Regions from separate parts of the Capsicum annuum genome. Here region 1 is linked to region 2. A link is a contact called in public Hi-C data. All regions are on one chromosome and are shown on one strand. Each heading gives the region's core, a stretch centred on a gene start, on an enhancer-like site or on the middle of the called end of the contact. The rest is flanking DNA. Distances are from core to core; before and after follow the strand shown. Region 1 holds the start of LOC107863138 (probable pectinesterase/pectinesterase inhibitor 61). Region 2 has its middle 36 kb from the start of LOC107863137.

Region 1 (5,400 bases), core at 2,484-4,983, 130 kb after region 2:
GTAACAACATCTGAATTATGCAAGAGATTGGGTAAAAGTATGGGAAATCATATGCTTAAAGTTTGGGATCAAAAAATTATAAGGCCAAATCCATCGGTGGTCCTCTAAACTTGGCATGATCTTTTACTTAGGTGTCTCAAGTGAACGATTTTCATTTTTGGCACCTCAAGTAGATATAAGTGTATCATTTTGACACTTTTCGCTGACATGGCAAAGAAAGTGCATTACACTCTCTATAGGCGCGTGAATGAGGAAATTTAGACGATTTTTAATTTTTTTTCGTCTTCTTCTTCTTCTCAATTACTCCAACCATTTTTCATACTTTTTCACCATTTTTTCACCTTTGCATCAACCTTAAACTCAAATAAGTTCTTCAAATCTCTCAATAGTTGTAGTTCCTCTCTCCCAACACTATTATTTCTTAATTTTTTTATTAAAAAAAAAATCATCTTTTCAGCATAAAAGAAAAAAAATTATAGACTCAAGAATCATCTTGAAAATTATTTTTTTGATCATCAATGGCGAATTCATTGACAATTAGTGTTGGTCATTCATGACGAATTCATTGAAAATTATTTTTGTTGAAAATTATTCACCGACGCCTCCATGATGATTTATTGTTCAGACCCCAATTTATGGGTATGTTGGTTGTTGCAGTGATGAATTATTGCATTGTTGTATTTTGAACAAAGCAAAAGAGAAAAGCAATGAAATTTTGCTATTGCAATCACAATTTCTTATGACCATTAGTGTTATTGAAGAAAATTTAAAGACATTTTTAGAGATGAAAATTGAAGAAGATCAAGGAGGGGGGACGGGGGGAGGGGGCTGCGTTGCTGCAGCAGTAGTTTGTGGGGAAGGGGTTGCTGCAGCAACCTTGGGGTGGAGGTTGGGTGGCAGCAATCTTGTAGTGGTGGTGGGGTGGGGGTGGTGGGGTGGGGGTACTTGGAGAAGATGATGGTTGGGGGAGTTATTTATTTATTTATTGATTCGTATTTAAAATTAAAATTAATTATTTAAAAATTAATTTTTTAAATTATAATTTATTTAAAATTATTATTTTAACAAGAACACCACATGTTGTTTTTTAATTGATGGTATGCCATGTCAACAAATGTGTATATTACACACTTTGTAAAATCAGTTGATTGTAAAAAGTGTCAAAATAACACAATTAATAGTTGGTTGAGGACTTAAAAAATAACATCGTCCACTTGAGGTGCCAAAGTGAAAGATCGTGCCAAATTCAAGGGGTTGGCGATAGATTTGGCCTTATAAAGAATCTCATGCCCACTGTGTATACTAGCCAAATCCTACCCCACCCCCTCCCCCTTCAGCCAGGGAAAATAGTAGTATATACTAACTATGAAGTACGTGGAGGAGGACCAACAAACAGTTTAAGGAATTGTGCAAAGAAAGAATTGAATTAAACAGATGAAACGTATTATTCGGCGACTTTGTAGCCCATACAGACATATTACTATCTTTCAGGGCTACAACTTTCTTGTCAAACATTGAATTTTTTAAAAATAATTAATTTACAATGATTTTTAATCAAAGACGATCTCCCTGTTTTGTCCAACTATTTTGTTGTTGTTTATTCCCCATCCGATAGCTCATAGGGTTAAAATTTATCCACACCCGATATATACATCAAGTCAATATGTGCAATGCTATGTGTTTGAATTTATAATTCGTATTGCCTAATCCTGATTAATTAACATGTATTTTACTTCATTTAATCACTTAACCATGATAAATTATATTAATTTGATATATACACCGGGTGCGAATAAGTTTTATCATCTCATAGTGCATGTATTCAATTTTTTATGAGAAAAAAACAAGTTACAGGTAAAACTGAAATTTAGAGAGAGAAGAGAACATATTCGTTTTTGTTAATTACGCTCGTTTTTTTTATTTCTTTAAAAAAAGGTGACAGAAGAAAATTGCGTAGTCCTAATAAACATATGTTGTTTTCTCTACAATAAGTGTAGCAGTATTTACATGGCAAAAAGGAAACTTAGGCAGTTAAAATTAGTCAATGCCATACAAGATTCTCTCCCTTAATAATTGACGAATAAATAGCCGTTTAACAACAACAACAGATTCAGTATATTCTCACAAAGTGATATAAATAGCTGTTTAAAATAAGAATAAAAAGATGGTACAGCATGGAAATACAGAATGAGGTGGGGATTATTTTGTTTTTGAGCAAGCTGGTGGTTGTTGTATAGATACAATTAAATATTTAGTCATCATACAATATTAAGATTTACGTATAAACATAAGATTTACGTAAATATATGTTTATTTATATAACTGCTTTTGTAGTACTAGTAGTAGTACTTTACAAGAGACATAGTAGGCAATCAGAAAAAAGAGAGGCTAAAGAGGAAACTAGCACTTCATCTCGTTTATTTGTCGTGCTTATTAGAAATAATTAATCCAAAATTATAATTATTTTAAAAATTTAAGACATAAATACTTAGTACTTCATTAGTTTTTACTCTTACATAACAGTTTCCTTTTCCTTTGAATCGCAATAAATATAGAGAAACATTACTATAATAAAAAAATTAGTAATTAAATTAAATAATAATAATAATAACACTAATAAACTAATTTAATCATATTATTTATTTATATTTTAGTAATCAAGATACAAAAAAAATATACTAACAAATAAAAATGAAGCAGAGGTATTACTAAGCTATAATAGTAGGGGCAGGTCAAAAAGATTTCCATTGGAAATATCATGAGTACTGTATATATGAGTGGATCCCAACTCCTTGAAGGAATGAATACTGAACTTGGCATTCTAAAGAAAGAAAACAAAAACGTAGGATTTCGTGGGAAGAATCTGATAAATTATTGTACTTTGTCAAAGTATATTTTATTTTGACACTCCCAGTTACTTTGTACTGGCCAGCCGAAATCTATAAAATTTGTACAGAAAATAATTAATCGCAGGGAATTTTTTATCAAGTGTTTTGATTACACAATTGACAGTAATCATATGAAGTTTCTTTTATCTCATAGAAAATTGAATCGAAATCTTATACTTTTAGGTCGACAAACTTTAGAAGCTCAAACAACTAATCACAAACTAGAGTAAATTATTTATCGCTTCGCTCTTACTTTCTAGTCCAGTGCTGAAAGGGTTAACGAATACTTTTAAATGCCTTATTCTCAACTAGCGCAATACTTTTAAATGCCTTTGTTCTCAAATCATTCTTAAGATTAAAGTTGGCATGGGTATTACCTAATAATAAATACATACAAAAAGTAATACAATCTTAACTGTATTTGGTCCCACTTCCCAATCCTCAAAAGTTAATAGTATAAACTAGCGCTAAAAGTCCATTACCAATTATTAAACCTTCTAAATCAAACTAACGTGGGTAAGGGGAAAAAAATCAACTAACGTGATCTATGGGTTAGTTAACCCAAAAGATTTCTAATAAACTAACTAAAATCCACCACAAATACTTTTTCGTCAGAAAAGCAGAACAAAATAGTACTACCAACTTACTATTCGTTATTCCTAGTGCTAGTCTGATCTATGAATAGACAAAGAATAATGGACTTTTCCAACTTTAATTAATGATAAAGAAATCTCATTCATCTCGTTATGTAGTCCAAAATTCTTCTGCTCACTAGCGATGGGCATAGCACAACACTCAGAACGTCTTGACTGAAACTCGGTATATACTAGTGTATAACTCATGTATATAATAATTAATATAACAATGGAGCTCTTTTGAATATTTGATATCTGTCATACCATGCTCACTCCTACTCATTATTGTGACTTTGCTCCATTCACCAATTAATCACTACATAATCACAGAGTCACAAACTAATAAGTCGAAGCCAGCTAACTCTCTTCTCCCTTAAGACATCGACCTCACACCAACCACTAAAAATCCTTCTTCTTAATTTACCATAACTCACTCTTCCACCGCCCAATATATACTCACTATATTCTTGCATTCTCCCTCACACTCTTCCACTCAATAACTTCACTTGTCCCATTTTTCATTCAACAATTACATAATCTTTCTAAAACTAGTTAGTACTAATTCATAAAAATGGGCTATGGCCGTCTAGGAAAACCCGACCCAGGAGAAACCTCCGGCAGGGTCATGATTCCCAATCCAAATCCCAAACCCCGCTGCTCTAAGATCAAATTCCTTGTAAGTTTTGCTACTGTACTTCTACTTGCCGCTGCAATTTCAGTTGCAGTTTTGGTCGGTGTGAAGCATAAGGCTGGAAACAGAATAGATAAACCAAGTCAAGCTATGGCGCATACCTGTAGTCGCACACTGTATCCATCTCTCTGTCTGAATTCTCTGATCAATTTCCCTGGCGCTAACTCTGCGTCCGACAATGATCTCGTTCACATTTCCGTCAATTTAACACTCCAGCGCTTCGATAAAGCGCTTTACGTTGCTTCCGATATCAACAACCTGCAAATGAACACTCAAACACGATCAGCTTACGACGATTGTCTCGAATTATTGGAGGAATCAATAGACCTTTTATCACAATCATTAACCTCTGTTTTCCCCGGGGATAGCAATTCTCCGACGGGATCGACAAATGACGTGATGACGTGGCTAAGCGCGGCGTTGACAAATCAGGACACGTGTACTGACGGCTTCGCTGATGTTACTGGGAATGTGAAGGATCATATGTCGGAGAACCTTAAGGACTTATCTGAATTAGTGAGTAATGCTCTCGCCATTTATGCTGCTGCAAATGGCGACGACGACTTCTCTGGAATTCCGATACAGAATCGACGGCGGAGATTGATGCATTTTGAAAAATATCATGATGAATTTCCGAAATGGATGTCACGGAGGGACAGAAAATTGATGAATAAATCAGTGTCGGCGATTCAAGCTGATATTATTGTGGCCAAGGACGGTACTGGAACGGTGAAGACGATAGCAGAGGCAATTAAAAAGGTGCCAGAAAAGAGTAATAAACGGACTATAATTTACGTCAAGGCAGGAAGGTAAAATTCAAATTACTCACCCGAATATAAGCTTCAAATTTTATAAAAATAGAAAATATTCTATAATTACATAAAAATATACTTCCTCCGTTAAAAAAAAAAGAAAAAAAAAATGACCTCTATTCACGTGATTCAAAAATTATATTTAAAAATTATACTTAAAATAATTTTAATTTATAATCATAAAATTCAAAAATAATCTTTACTTTTCTAAATTTCATGCAAGTCAAATTAGATTTTTTTTTTTAACAAAAGAAGTACTAATACTTCCTTCCTTTTAGTTTCGGCCTACTTTTCCTTCATTATGCTGCAAAAAAAGACCCTTTTTTAATTTATTTAATTTTAACATTCATTTGACAAATTTAAAATTATTAAAT
Region 2 (5,998 bases), core at 3,281-5,780:
AGGAATGAAATCGCGATTTTAAGGTTTCTGATAGATTTAGGAATGGGTATGAGGGATCTGACGTTATAGGAGGGGGGGGGGGGGGGGATGGAGTGGAAATTATATTGTATTAATTAAAAGAAAAGGTGAGGTGTAAAATATAATTGGTTATAATTGGTCAAAATTTACACGTAGGCGACGACTATATACACGCGCTTAACACGTTAAAAAAAAGGCTTTAAAAAGGCGCCACGTCGGATAATTGGGCTCAATTGAAACCATTTGTGAAGTGGTAAAGGGTTCAATAGATATCTGTATTAGTTGAGGTGCCTATACGGGAAAAGTGAAATAGTTAAGGGGCCTGTATATATATTTAGCCTTATTTCTATATACATACGCTTATTTTTATACATTATGTATCACATATCAGAATAAGTATCAACGCGTTAGGATCCTAATGTACAAATATTCAATCATTTAATTATATATGTATAATATTGTACATTTATACAATATAGCATTGATATACATATGTATATGTTTATGCAATACATATTTGATATGCATATGTATAGGTTGTACAAAAGTGTTTGTCTCATATGTATATGTGTATTCGTTTAATTGTATATGTATAATATTATACGTTTATACAATATATTGTTGATATGCATATGTATATATTATAAATTATCGTCGAAAATACCATTTACAGGGATTTCAATCGAGATACCTGAACAGGGCATTAGTTGATTCTTGAGTTCTTGAACCGAATGTAGTGGAATGATGAATTTATTTCTCCTCCTTTTTGAAGTCGTAGCTCAAGCTCAACGGGAAATCGAAAGGCTCCTACAAGATAACCACAAACAAAGGATCGTGCTAGCGGATCGGTATAAGAAGAAAATAGACTTCCTAGAGGAAGAAATAGAAAGACTAACTGATCGGGGCGCCAGCGATCGACTAATAGAAAAGAAAGAAAGAAAGAAAGAAAGAAAGAAAGAGAAATTCATACTTATAAAATTCTAATGTATTTGTATATACAATTTATAGGTTAAAACTTACACGCACTCGGTGTATACATCAAACCAATACATGCATGACATGTGTCTGGATTTAGTGTTCATTTTACCTTACCATGATCAATTAACAAGTATTTTACTTAATTTAATTACTTAATCATGATAAAGAACATTAGTTTGATGTATACACTGGATGCGTGTAAATTTTTACCTAATTTTTTTTATATATATACACACACACACACAAAATTTCTTTTTATACGTTTGTACTAAAAAAAGACTAATTATGAAAGGAGAATCACTAACAATTTTTGTTATATAGAAGGAGAATATTGAGGAAAGTTGAAGATAATAATGAGCATTAATTATCTCTATTTCTTTTAAATTAATATTTATTATATTATATAAATGAATTCTAAATACATTTGATCACTAACTAATGTCTATAGAATGTAAAATTTAGATCATAAAATTAGTTAAAAGAAGTTTAAAGTGTCTATATGTAAAATTTTGCCTATATTTTTAGGATAGGGAAGCCTAGGATCGGAGAAAGGTTGGGAATTTCAATACTGAAATTAATCATTTGACACAGTAATGATCTGAAATATCATTTTCCATATTGCCTCATCCACTATAAACATTCACATGCACATGATCACTTTATGAAATATTATGATAATAATAATAATAACAACAAACTTAACGTAATTTCATAAATGAGATTTGAAAATAATAGCATATATAAAAATTTTATTTTTATTTTAAATAAGTAAAGAAATTGTTTTTGATAGATCATTAACTCAAATAAAAAATAAGAAACCATTTCAAAGCAGATTTGGAAAAAAAAAATACTAAAGTGAGGAAGACATGGAAATTACTAAGGAAAGCATTACATAGAATTCAAAAAAAAAAAAAAAAAGCATAACAATAATTAAATAATATAATAATCAAAGTACAAAAAACAACATATAATATAAAACAAAATAGAAAAGCCAGAAACTACAGAACGACACTAAAATACCGGTATGAAAGGAAAAGCTGACACAGTGCTCCAAGCATATGCAATCAAAGAGCGAGACAACGCCTAACTAGCAACTAACCATCTACTTTAATTCACGATCTCCATCTAATGTCATGTTATTCTCGATAAACTGAAGATAATTTATGAACTATTATTTCTCTAAGCAGAAATAGAAGTGGAAACAATATTTTATGCATGCCAATTTAGTTTAGATTATGGCTGTCAAGTGGGCCGGGCCGGGCCAACTCGGAATTGGCCCATGTTATTTAACCGAATTGAGGGCCGGGTTGGAGTCTAAGTGAGTCGGGCCGATCCGGGCCCAACAGTAAAAAAATCAAAAACCACCCTAACCCGGCCCACTTAATCCAACCCGATTAAACCCACTTAAATCCGGTCAAACTCGATCAAAAATATTTTAAAAAAAACTTTTTTTCAATATACATTATATATACCCACCTATATACATTATAAATACGTTAAACAATATATATACACTATTATATAGTATATACTACATTAGAATTTAAAAAATATATACACATATATACGCACCATCCAAATATATATGTACTACGTTAAACTTTAAAGTTTAAATAAAATATACTACAACATATATATATATATATATATATATATATATATATATATATACACACACATGTATACGTTAAATATACACGTCTATAGAAGATCTATTCACATATATACTCTCTATTCTATGAATATGTAATACTTTAAATCAAAAATACTATAATATACATACATTACAATATATATTTGTATAGTTATATACTAATTTATAAAACATATACACATGTATACGTTAAATATACACGTCTATAGAAGATCTATTCACATATATACACTCTATTCTATGTATATGTAATACCTTAAATCAAATATACTATAATATATATACATTACAATATATATTTGTATAGTTATATACTAATTTATAAAATATATACACATGTATACGTTAAATATATACATTTATAGAAGATCTATTCACATATATACACTATGTATATGTAATACTTTAAATAAGATATACTACAGTATATATACATTACAATATATATTTGTATAGTTATATACTAATTTATAAAATATATACACATGTATACGTTAAATATACACGTCTATAGAAGATCTATTCACATATATACACTCTATTCTATGTATATGTACTACTTTAAATGAAATATACTATAATATATTTGTATAGTTATATACTAATTTGTAAAACATATACACTTGGATACGTTAAATATATACGTCTATAGAAGATATATACACACCATTCAATATATATGTACTAGTTTAAATAAAATATATACTACAATATTTATATATATATATATATATATATAGTTATATACTAATTTATAAACCATATACATAACGTATACATTAAATATACTCATCTATAGAAGATATATACACACATATATATACCATTCAATATATTCACTACTTTAAATAAAACATACACTACAATATATATACTAATTTATAAAACATATACACATATATACGTTAAATATATACTACTTTATATTTAGAAGATATACACACACACATATATATACCATTCAATATATACACTACCTTAAATAAAAGTATAAAATATATGCTACTTAATATAATAAATTAATAATACTTGATAGTAAATTAATAATGTATTAAAACTAAGTTTTTAATTTCAGTTTGTGAAATTTTGAATTTAAAAAAAAAAAAAAAAAATCTTAACCAGGCTGGGTCAGGCCGGTTAATCGGTGGGCCCAAATCAGGTTGGGTCCGGACTGGATTAACCGGGCCCAAATCAAAAACCCAACCGAACCGGGACCCAGACCCCTAAAGCCCTTGGGCTTATCGGGATGGGTCAAACCGGGCTAGTTTAATTATGTGGGCCGGTTCAGGTCAGTATCGGCCCGTTTGACACCCATAGTTGTTTAGATTACATGAAAGAAAGAGAGAATCCTTTTTTACTTTCTGATTTTTTCATTTGATATCATTTTAGAGCTCGATTGTTTTGATATCATACTCACAGCTCACTCTTTCAAGTGTCAATTTTTTTGTACTTCTCATTTGGCGTTAGATATTTACTTTGTAGTCCAACTAAGAATTAACCTCCATATATCACACGTCCTTCAACTATTATTGTTGAAACTTCAGTCCTAGTAAAATTGACAAATTTTATGCACACTCCTCACATCTTGTCTATCCAATATTACATTAAATTATATTTTCTGAAATATTTCTATGCAATCATTCTAGTTTGGAATTAATTAGCGATAACACATACTATGAGAAATATTTCACTATTCCATGTTGAATTATATGAAAATATAAATAATGAGATGGCTACATCGATAATGACCCCTAACCTTCCAATAAGCTAAAGAAATATATGTACTTTAATTAATTGAGTCGATATATATAGGTAGATATCCGACAACAAATAAAGTTTAAGGTCTATTCAACCTTATATTTTCCAAATGAATCTGATTAATATTAAATATTAATTATTTAAAATATATATAGTCGTACCAGCAGCTGCATGTGAGCTGGTCGATGTTACAAACAAGACCTTAAAACTAAAATCCAATTGAATCCTAATTATTTGTTACGACTATTAATGTTAATTCATACATTCATACAATAAAACCAACTTTGGTGGTTTCTTGTTTGTTTCCTTTAGTAGGGTCGTGATATATAAGTTTGTGAATATAACACATATAATAGTCAAGGGACGTGCAATCAAACACAGAAATCAAAAAGAGTATTTATATGACTAATAATAATAATATTTCTCCAATGAGGAACTCTTCACGTGGTGGATGGCTTATCAACATCCATTGAGTATTACTATTATATGGAGTGAATGACATTTTTTAAGGACACAATGAATTATGTGGGATTAGAAATTTTTGATTTCGGGAGACAAATTTTTATGAGATTTTTAATCTTTGGAGAAGAAAATCCTTCAAATATTTGTCCATTTTATTAAATGAAGAAAGATAATAATATTCTCCTTTTTCATCCTTTGATGCTGCTAATGCTGAACATGAAACAATAGCAAACATTAAATCTGGCATCTCAATACGTAAGTGATGGCTTAGCCTTAGATAAATGCAATTCAAAGATTAATTAAGTTGGAGATTGTGGACATTAAATTTACACAACCAATTTAGAATAGCTCTTCTAGTTTTTCAGAGCAACAGATAGAAAGATGGAAACATGTTGTTTATACGTCATACAACAATGTATCAATATTGTATAAAGAGTGTCTAGCCATGTATATGGATGTATAAGTATGTACAAGAGATGTATATACATTCATATACACGGTTATACAATATATTCTAAGACTAATTAAGTTGGAGATTGCGGACCTCAAATTTACACCACCAACTTAGAATAGCTCTTTCAATTTTTTGAAGTAACAGATAGAAAGATGGAAGCAAGTGGATACAATGTTTATACATCATATGTTTATAGCTATACACTACTTATACAATATAGATTCATTACATATATAGTATATAATAATGTATAAATATTGTAGATGTATATACATCTTTTGTACATAGTTATACATCATATATATTCGGTAGACACTATTTATATAGCATAGAGACACTATATGTTCATACGGTTATTAGTTGGAAAAACATTTGTTGGGAGAGGGGAGGGTATATTTTGTGTAATACCCTATATTCTATTTTGGGATTATACTGAATATATTATTGTATATTTATGTAAAAATCTCGAAATTAGCAGGTCAATAATCAGTCCAAACTAGCTTAAACGAATTGGGCTGATTTTTCCTCCTCCAATGTCCAAGTGTCAACATACACATCTCTCTACCTCATCATATGAACAAATTTGAGTACATGGGGGCATTATTTAATCAGAATGTTCTACGCAACACTAACACTAGATTGATCATAGGCACAAAAGTACATGGAATTTGTGT

What was found. A called contact is a pair of places that touch in the nucleus more often than the background predicts.
Region 1: a Hi-C map of leaf shows a contact between it and region 2, with 2.4 times the contacts expected there. The contact joins the promoter of LOC107863138 here to the enhancer-like site in region 2. A contact is called at or near these places in 5 of 5 Hi-C or Micro-C datasets (bud, leaf, pericarp and 1 more).

Annotation. Positions count from the first base shown.
Region 1 is chr3:229,769,468-229,774,867 of UCD10Xv1.1, forward strand. It overlaps LOC107863138 (probable pectinesterase/pectinesterase inhibitor 61), which reads left to right and starts at 3,734. Exons shown (of 3, transcript XM_016708939.2): 1 at 3,734-5,023. The coding sequence starts at 4,095.
Region 2 is chr3:229,641,866-229,647,863 of UCD10Xv1.1, forward strand. No RefSeq gene overlaps it. Among protein-coding and RNA genes, the nearest start is that of LOC107863137, 36 kb to the left of the region's middle. Within about 2 kb of position 4,531, at least 3 of the 5 cell types and tissues checked have an H3K27ac peak or open chromatin away from gene starts, as enhancers often do. A contact at or near this core is called in leaf and pericarp, where this site is marked.